Linked DNA regions of Mus musculus: region 1 is linked to region 2. The links are chromatin contacts, called in public promoter capture Hi-C maps. All regions are on one chromosome and are shown on one strand. Each heading gives the region's core, a stretch centred on a gene start, on an enhancer-like site or on the middle of the called end of the contact. The rest is flanking DNA. Distances are from core to core; before and after follow the strand shown. Region 1 holds the start of Pla2g7 (phospholipase A2, group VII (platelet-activating factor acetylhydrolase, plasma)). Region 2 holds the start of E130008D07Rik (RIKEN cDNA E130008D07 gene).

Region 1 (5,289 bases), core at 1,020-3,519, 410 kb before region 2:
AAGTAGGAACCTTCCTCCTCCTTTCCATGCCAGCAGACAACAGAGCTTCCTCAAAATTCTGGAGCAACATAATTTAGAACCAAATGTTCTCTCATTCAATTTCTTTTTATCCAATACTTCCTCATCTAGGCTTTACTTGATAGAAATGGCTCTGTACTTTTTAGGGTCAGTGGGTCAGTCAGGCTCAGCTTGTAATCATGAATCATGAAAAACTGGCAAGCTTAAGGTATAGAGCTGAGGGTGGGGGCTGCTTAAGAGATGGCACTATGATTAAGAGCACTGGATACTCGTCTAGAGGACTTAGGTTCAATTCCCAGCACCCACAGGACAGCTCACAGCCCTCTGTAACCTTAGTTTGTAGGCTGTTGGCTAGCACTGCAGGGTTCATCCCTGGTTCCTCATAGAGCAGCTAGGGTGAGTGCCTCAGACCTGGGATCCCACAATCCAGGAGATAAAGGCAGCCCAAGGTCCTTCTCAGCTGTACAGCAAATTCCTCAGAAGAACAAAGAAATAAGAACAGGAAGGTCCCCCTTGAAGGAGTCCTTCCCAAGGACCCCCATTCTAAGTACCCCACTGGCCCTTTGCTTAAGGCAGTATGCTGAGGCCATCTCAAAGAGATGCTGAGTTGTTTGTTTACAAACAGAGTGGGGGAGGGGCGGTTAGTTAGATTCCCTAGGTGTTCTTTATGACTCATGAGCAGACACTCCCTGGCTGTGAGGGAATCCTGGACCAGCCCTTCACACCTCACAGGGGAATCCTCAATTGCTTAGTGAGTACCTGAGGCTCTTTAAAGTCCCTCCTCGGAAGCTCTCAGAGGCTCAGAATGTTGAGCCTTCAGCTTCAGGGTGACTGGGGTCAGCGCCAGCCTGGAATGCCAACCCATGATATCAGTACAAGGATGGTATCAGTGAGGGACAGGTTCTGTGTACAAATGCCTGAGGAAGGGAAACAACTCCAACTCCCCATGGCAAGGAGATGAAGCTGCCATTCTCAGGACTCTCCATCAGTAAGCCATCTCTTCTATAAGGTTACTAGGGTCCCTTCAGTAAGAAAAACCTGCCTGGGTGCTGACAGTTCTCCAGTACCCTCCAGACCTTCTCTTTGTTTTGACCCAGGTCAATGTGACTTCAAAATTTGCTTACCAGCCCTCTTGCTTCAGGGAACACACACACACACACACACACACACACACACACACACACACACGCGCGCGCCTCCCAACTCAGCAATCTTATTTGGGTCAAATGTAATCCACCCAAATCAGATTGCGTGCCTTTTAGAGGTGACAACACCATGCGAGTAAGAGCCTGCCTGCCTCCCTCCCTCCCTCCCTTCCTTCCTTCCTTCCTTCCTTCCTTCCTTCCTTCCTTCCTTCCTTCCTTCCTCTTTTCCTTCCCACGACCCTGAAGTGATTCCCATGGGATAGAATGGAAGCCCCAATCGAGGACCATGTTCTTTTTTTATTTTTTTTTAATTTTAATTTTAATTAATTAATTTATTTAGCTTACTTTGCTTTGTAAAAATCCAGCCTTAAAGGTCATTTCATCTGGCCAGCAGCCGGATGCCCCAAGAAAGAGCAGCATTGCTTTATTTTTATAATTCAGTTTTCAAACTTCTTAGACCTGGGAAGATCTGGGATATTCCTTGTAAGGACGTCCCAGGATGAGATCTAAGAACACCACATTTCCCTGCTGCACTGGGTTCAGCTTCCGCCCCCTCAATTCTGAATTCTTAGGGTGGCTTTCTCAGAAGCAACCCCTCCCCTCCACGCAACAATTCTGGAGCCAGTTTCTGGGGAGCTCCGAGGTGAGTCCTGAGCCAAACACTTGAACGTTGTGGTTCCAGCCCACCCACCTTGAGGACCACGCTCCCACGTCCCCGCAGTAGCCCACTGACACCATCACAAGCCCTTCCCTGCCCTTGGGCTTCTTACCTGGTCACTGCACTGACTCCCGGATACCCAGAACCCTGAGCGCAGCAATGCCACCAGAGCGAGTCAGATCCTAGCACGGCAGGCTTCCAGACAGTCTTTTTACCCCCGGGGATAGAATAACTCAGAGGTGGGTTGAGCATACAGCCTCCTCGTAAAATCTACCTTTAGGCTCGACCCTCCCCTCCTCCGGTTGCTGTGCAAGAGGGACAGGGGAGGAGCGTGTGGCCCAGCCTCCTGACAGCTCCAAGCTGCTGCGACTCAGGCTCACACAACACTAGCTCCAGGGACAGCCACCACTTGGACCTCTTCGAGCGCCCATGCGTGGATCCTGACTGTGCCTGGGGGGCGGGGAGGGTGATGATGGGCTCTTAGTTTCCTAGTCTGACACCCGATTCTCATCAGGCTCGCGACGAGCTGTGCCCATCCCCAAGCCTATCTTTCTAGCCCCGTTCTGTTCTCCATATCCGCAAAGTTCACGGAATCACTGAACACTAGTCGAGAATCTAAAAGGTTCCGCGCAGCTCGTATTTTGCTACTTTGTACCCAGAATCCCGCTTCACCTCTTGAGGAGATTACGTTCCAGACTAGAAGGCCTGCCCCTACCCAGCTTTCTTACTTTGCGATTATGAGGAACAGAGTGATTGAAGAGTCCGTCTCATAGCTCAGTCTGACTAGGCTATTAATGATTGCTGTAAAAACATTTCCATGCAAATACAAACATCCTCTCCAAGGGCGTGGGGGTGGAGGTGGAGATGTGAAAGGTTCTCTATAGGAGCAGAAATTTGGAAGATTCTTGAGGGCTCTTTCTCAGCGGTATAAAAAGTGTAAACAACGGGGGGCGGGGCGGGGGTGGGGGCGGGGTGGGGGGTTGGAGATTCTAAGGACTGAAGAACAAAGGAGAGATTTGGATTGCCAGGATGTATACAAAAGTGCAGAGAGCTCCAGGATTGCGGCTTTAATGAGTCATCGCTCGCACCCACGGAGCTGTGGTGCTGTGTGGGAGTGACGCAGTTGCTCCTATGAGTACCCCTTCATCCATACTTCTGTTAGGAACCCCAATCCTGACGAACTCACTGGTTCACCAAGCTAGACACTGGGGAAATTGTTCTATGGATCAGTCTGGGTTCCCTTTCTGGGGTGCATTAACATGTGTGTTGTATCTCCCCGGCAAAAAGGTTTTCTCCTCAAACCCATCTTCCGATCATTCATCTAAAGCTGTTTAGAAACTTTAGGGAAATTAGGTTGAAATTTATCTGTTGTATTACAGTATTATACTTTTGATTATTTTGGATTAGGTTAAGTTCTCACTTAGTCTTTATGAGTTTAAAACAATAATTTTCTGCAGGATCAAGGGAGAGTAAGAAGGAGACCTTGGTGTCTAGCTTTAGAAATGTAATCTAACAGTTTAGCAAGGCAGAGGGGATAGAGGAGAAGGGCTCTGGCCTAACAAAGCTAGGTTTGCCATGTTCAGGTCTACTAGAGCCTCTTCGGACGAACACAATAACTGAGAAGTAAATATAGGATATTTATAGAGGCCTGAAAATACTGATCAGTGGTAGGGCACTTGCCTAGTACACATGAGGTCTTAAAGAACCAGCCAGCCTCCATTTTAGTAAAGACAATCCAGGATCATTCCTGTTTATGATTAAACCTCTGCTTCTCAAAGACTGGGCTGTGCCCCACCGGGAACAGTGAAAAGGAAACAGGAGCCACATTGTTATACATTGTTATTAAGTCTCCATTCCCTACAAGAAGTGTCTGTTCCCTAGGACCAGTGTATCTTGCAAACCATGTTTTTCTGTCTACATTGAACTTGCAATCCCATGATGTTTGTTCATTCTTTTGCCTTGCTAAACTCCCGAACCTGTGACTATGACTGCCTTCTTTGGGTTTTGTTTGTTTGTTTCTTTTGGTTTTGGTTTTTCGAGACAGGGTTTCTCTGTGTAGCCCTGGCTGTCCTGGAACTTATTCTGTAGACCAGGCTGGCCTCAAACTCAGAAATCCTCCTGCCTCTGCCTCCCGAGTGCTGGGATTAAAAGTGTGTGTCACCACGCCTGGTTTATGACTGCCCTCTTGCCTTATGAAAATATGCCTTCCCAGATACTCTGATGACTCTTCTTTCACATGATTTATTCTTCCACTTCTTTTTATTGCCTTCTTTTTTGCAGCCCAATATCCTGCCACCTGTTTTTTATCACACTTTACCCCACAGAAACCCTTGAGCCCTGAGTCCGCTGCTCTTCGTCTAGGCACTAATAGCTAATTATCCCCATAATAGCGGTCTCAAAAGCTGATAAGGATCTGCTCTCTGAAATTCCGATTTTGGGAGAGGCAACTGACTGGCCAGTCTAAATAAAGTTTGCTTAATCAGAGCATTGTGGAAATGCTCTCCACCCCAACCCACCCCCATCAGGTCTAGCGTAACTTTAACTACAGATGGTTCCGTAATGCCTGCTCCAGCAATGAACCATGCCTTTGTTTCAAAAAGTTGTCTGTAGCCATCTTGCAATCCTACCTATGTTTCAAAAGGTTATATGACCACCTACGGCAACCTTGTTATGAGTGCCTGTTAATATGACTAATAGGTTTCTCCGCCAACTCAGTATGCCAGTTCAAGGTGAATCAAGACTATAAGGGCAGGTTTATTGAGAGACAGCTCCCAGGCTGGTTCTCAGATGTCACAGGAGGAGTTCAGTGGAGTTGAAAAGCTGGGTTAAAGCGAAGGGGTTTCATAGAGCTTAGGTAAGGAGTGAGGACGTGCCAGCTAGGAGCCCATACATGGCCAAAACACCGTACCCCTGGGTGGTGACTATTGTGTGGGTTGCCAGAAACGGAGACAAGGGGTGATGATGTGGTAGCCAGTTTTCTCCATGAAGGAGGAGACTAGGGAAGGTATGCAGACAGGGCTTCCTGGCTTGTGGGGGACAGGGAGGTAGAGCGGGTGAGAGTGGTGAGCGGGGGTTCACCGAACAATGACTCCCTTGTTATGTCCACCTTGCGACTATGTCTTTGTTTCAGGAGAGACTAACTTGTTGTGCTTATATTCTGGTCCTGTAACCTAGCCTGTTTTGCTTACCAAATCCCATATTTGGAAAAACTCTGAGCTTTAAAAGCCCTGTCTTCGTCACTTCTAAGGCTGACTTCTGGAACCCCACCTTAGGAGGAGGCAGCACCTGTACATTATTCATCATCATCATCTTGTGTTAATGAATTGCTTACTTTAATGAGTTTGGCCTTGACGATTTAGGCTCTTGGTCTTTCTCCTCCCAGCTTTGGGATCAACGGTCCTAGGTTCAGCCGTCAGTATCACAAAATAACATTTGTGGAGTTTAAACAAAACCCAAATTCAAAGACAC
Region 2 (4,776 bases), core at 345-2,844:
AGCCAACAACAGACTGGGGGGAAATACACCAGACCAGTGGTTCTTTGTGTTGTAATATCCAAAATGAATTCAAGACCACCCAGTACCTTCCTCCTTCGAAAAACACTTTCCAAACTGTACTTGCAGGCCACGTGCAGAGCCAGATAGGGAAGCCGGCTGACTAAACAAATGTAAAAACATAGTTTTGGTGGTCAAAATGATTAAGCTTGCAACTACCAAAACAATACTAGCTGTTCTCAGAGAAGTAACCATAACAAGATTAGCAATTCTCCTGACCCCTGCCCCACACTGAATTCTGACAAAGACCACAAACCACCCTGAGCTTGTTGTGAGAATTCCCTTGACGTTAATAGCTGTGATGTTAAAGTACTATTACTTTGCTGACCAAATCATAATAACCCACCATGGGGGCAAGCAAAGTAGTCACTGGGCCATAGGGTTACTTAGTCACTATACAAACCAACCAATGCCTGAAAGGGTTACTTGCTACACCAATAAGAACCCTGTTACTCAAATCTGCCCCTTACAAAGGTATAAAAAATGTGATCTTTCTTTGTTCTGGGTCTCTCCTCTGGCCTGCGTGCTGAGAGGGGTGTCCCCAACATGTTGGATCAATAAAAATCCTCATGCGGTTTGCAGCGATGGCGGCGGTCTCTGTGGTCTTTCTGAGTAAGGGTCTTTTGACTGGCTACAACAGTGTGTGTTCTTAAAATCAGCAACATCAATGCCCCACCCGGGGATTTATTATAAATACAGATTCTCCAGCTCTTCACCAGCTAGCTTACTGAAGGAGTCAGGAATCGTAGGTGCAAGGCACAGCAACCTGCCAATGAGCTCTGGTTCTAAGAAGCAGCGCACCAGGTCAGCGTGCTTCCGAACATCTGACGAAGAGACTTTAAACCCCCACTTACTATTTTTAGAGCATTTCTTCTCCAAACACAAACAGTGCCTTGGGGGTTTTAACCTCTAAGGAAAGTGCTTACATTGGTACTGGGAACGTGCAGTTGGCAGCAGCAGACCAGCTGCTGTTCTGCACACAGATGCTTTTTGCTGGGATATAAAAACAATCCGGCAGAGCGCGGGCCCCAGCCCCCAGGCTTGGGGGGCTAACAACGTGTACATTTTCCATGCCCCTGGAGAACAGCAAGCCTCAGAGGAGTAAAAAGAGACTTCCTGTCCCTTTGTAGTTATCAAAAATAAAAAATAAAATTAAAAAAAAATCTAAGGCGAGACTTCAAAGCTCAAAAGAGGGTTCCCACCATCCTTAATAAAGAAAATCCATCCAGCCCCACCCTGACCCCAGACAGAGAGAGTCATCCCTGGGGAAGCATTAAGTTAATCACTGTGGTACCCTTTGGGGCAAAATTAGTAACAGGAACTGTGTTTGAAGGCTCTTGGTAGTGAGGCTTTCCCTGCGACAGGCAGAGGAAATAGTGGAAACAAGACGCAGGCTGCGGGGTGCCTGGAAGCAGCAGGCATTAGGGTTGCTAGTCAGTGCAGTTGGATTGACAGGAGTGGGAGTGTACATCTGGGCCTAAGGGTGTGTCTAAGGCTGGGAAATGCCTTTTGTTACAGAAGGTGGCACGCCTCCTCCTCTCATCTCCCTGCCAAGACCTCAAATAAAATCGTTTCCTCCTGAAAATGCCCATCTCGGAACCTTGGCTGTGCCCCGAGGGAGGCACCGGAATGGCAAAAGTGAGGACATACGGCTGCCAGCATCGTCTATGCTCTAGATAGGGGTCAAATGTCAACTTTCTGCCAGGTCCAGCCCGGATGTGAGGGCTGTGAAGGCAACAACCAAGGAACCATTCCTTCGGATGGAAGTCCTATGGCAGAGAGAAGCTGATGTTTGAATTTTCCTGTAGAGCCCTTGAGGTTCCATGAATCAGTCTGGGAAGGATGCAGGTTAAGTGGGAAGCAGAAGCCCTCAATCACGTGATGACGGAAAAGCCGAAAAGGCTGGGTTATACCCTTAGGAAACCTATTTGTTTCTTGGCTCCCTGCAGGGGCATGCACACTAGCAAAGGCTCAATCCCTTCATTATTCATTTGATCACAAAAGAAGGAATGAGAGGAAAAATACTTTTATTTTTCACCAAGCAATCACCAAGCGCAGGTAGGAGTTGGGTGTTTCTCTTTCCTATCTTGATGAATAGCTGGGGCTTGGGGGGGCTTGTTTTGTTTTTCTTGGCTTTTGTGTATATCCGTTTCTTGTTGGTGGGCTTGGCTTTTTGTTGTTTTGATGATGTTTTGGGTTTTTTCTTTCTTTCTTTCTTTCTTATTTTTTTTTTTCAGCAGGTGCTAGTCACAAAAAACAGCTAGGATGAAAGAATGTACTTTTTGGTAAAAAGGCTTCCAGGGTTGCAGAAAGACTGGATACAAAGACTTAGATGGGCGCTTAGGCTCGATAGTCCAGTCCTCTTCTAGGCGAGCTGAGTTTGGTTTCCAAGGGACACATCTGCCTGTAACTCCAGCTCGGGAGGTGGGGGCGGTGGGGGGGGGGGGAATCCAATGTTCTCTTCCGGTCTCTTAGGGTACTGCACCCATGTACACACACACACACAAACACACACATACTTAAAAATAAAAATAAAAGAATTATTTTTAAACAACCCAACAGGTTGATAGGGCTGGAGATATGGCTCATTGGCTGCTCTTCCAGAGGACTGAGGTTTAATTCCAACATCTATATGATAGCTCATAATCTCCTGTAACTCCATCTCCAGGATACCTAATACCTCCTTCTAACCTCTGTGGGCACTTGCACTCTCATGCACATACAAGCATATGTAATTGAAAATAAAATAAAATAAAGCAATAGTATCATAGATAATATTTTGGTATTTGTCTTATAATGCCCAAAATTAACCTGTAAGCCTTACCTGCCCAGAAACCCAGTAACTTCCTGCAATGCTGGGAATTATAGTTCTTAGGAAACAGCAAAGCATCATGGGAAAGTACAGTGGCCTATAGGTTTGCCCTTTGCCCCTGCAACCCATGGCTCAGGCCATTCTCAGGTGGGAAGTTCTGTGAAATGGTCCCAACTAAGGTCCATCCCTTGGTCAATATCTAATATTTAATAAAGGTTGCTTTAAATTTGGTCCAGAATGTTGGAGTTGTTCCCCCCACCCCACCCCCCGCATATCCCAGAATTAACAGTCTCCCAAATCAACATGTAAACTGTAAAAGACACTTAGTGGAGGGAAGAGAACACTCTTGTCAGGTGTCTGTCCTCCGCCTTTTCTGTTGGTGAGGGCCAGGTTCCTGCAGGCTTGCAGGCCACCTCTGACTCACTCCCGGTGGCGGCAGCTGCTGCTCTTCATCATTTTCTTCTTTGGCAGTTCCATACCTGTATGTAATGAATTTTAATAGTCTTATCCTTCTCTTTCTCCCACTTGAAACCCTTAGTCTCAACGAAGAGCCCCTCCTTCTTTCATGTCTTCTTTTGTGTGTGACTTACTCAGTCTAAGGTAAGTCGCCTGCCTGAGCGTGGGTGGGAGTTTATTTCCTGGAGCATGGGTAACTTGTCAGCTTCCGTGTCACTGCAGAGGATGATAGCTACTCCCTTGGCAAGCACTAACTTCTGTTAGTCCTGAAGGGAGGGGTGGGGCCTCAGGGGACCCTCCCACACACTTGATGAATGCCCAGTCGCCTGCAGCTCTAGTGCAGGTCACCACATGAAGACAACAGCTATGTCAAGCCCAGAATGGCTTTTACATTCTTTCTGTCTCCTCTTCCCTGAGCATTGGAGAGGGTGATAGAGTTGTCCCATTTAGGGCTAATTATGACTCCAGCCTTCTTAATCGCAAATCAAATGTTATTGCTACACTCTTCCTGGGTCTGTCTCCTCAGACCCTTTCTTGAAGTCTGCCCAAGGACCATCAACTTCACAATGGAGAAAGAAAAAGGCTACCTCCAATAACACTGCTGACAGATCAGTCCATGGTCTTCCAAATGAGAATCACAGCAGTTTCTACTAAGGGTTTTGCTCTAATCCTAACATTTCTGGCTACAGGCATGGGTCTTCCCTTGCAGGGAATGAGAGGTGTTCTGGGTTTCACCTCATCTACATCCATCCCCATCACTCAGGTGTTACTGGTTTTGAAGGGATGAAGGGAACATAAAGAGCAGCTGAGGCTTGGCACTCTGAGAGGCCATGGAAGGCCATTGGTGAAGATGCAGCCTCAGTTGCACTTGACAGCCCAGGACTGAAGGGGTCATGAAAAGAAGTTGAGGCTTGGCACCATGGAGAGAACCTATGAGAGGTTATTGGTGAAGCCTCGTTGCAGTAGAAGGCCCCAGAGTATTGGAGATACCAGTACTGTAGGAAGCCAACTCTAAGATGGCTCTGGGCACCAGGTGTGCCATTGTCATAAACAACATCAGCGCAGATGTAAGTCCGAGTCTGGCGCCAACCCCTCCGGAGCGGGTGCATGCAAATTAGGTGCCGGCAGACTGACCAATCCCAGGGGGCCATGAAGCCTTTCCCTGTGCTGGAGAGTATATAAGCAGACCTCCCTGGGTTCCCTAGGTCCCTGTAGCAGCATTGAGGCATTCCTGCAATAAAGGCTGTTGAGAAGAATCTGGCCGTTGTGTCTTTCTTGCTGGTCAAGAGCAGACACAACACAGTACCATGGGATGATCACCAAGAACAGCAGCAACAGTGGAGTGGATCACTCTGAACTTAGAATGCCACCGAGGGCAGTGCTGGAGAAGTGACACCAGCCCTTTGGAGAATCCCAGAAGATTATGTGTGGATCCCAGACATTGAAACAAG

What was found. Capture Hi-C pulls out chosen DNA fragments and counts their contacts.
Region 1: a promoter capture Hi-C map of adipose tissue shows a contact between it and region 2, with 2.6 times the contacts expected there. The contact joins the promoter of Pla2g7 here to the promoter of E130008D07Rik in region 2.

Annotation. Positions count from the first base shown.
Region 1 is chr17:43,565,431-43,570,719 of GRCm38.p6, reverse strand. Pla2g7 (phospholipase A2, group VII (platelet-activating factor acetylhydrolase, plasma)) reads right to left here and starts at 2,269. Exons shown (of 12, transcript NM_013737.5): 1 at 1,934-2,269.
Region 2 is chr17:43,155,109-43,159,884 of GRCm38.p6, reverse strand. E130008D07Rik (RIKEN cDNA E130008D07 gene) reads left to right here and starts at 1,594. Exons shown (of 6, transcript NR_045155.1): 1 at 1,594-2,115; 2 at 3,408-3,469.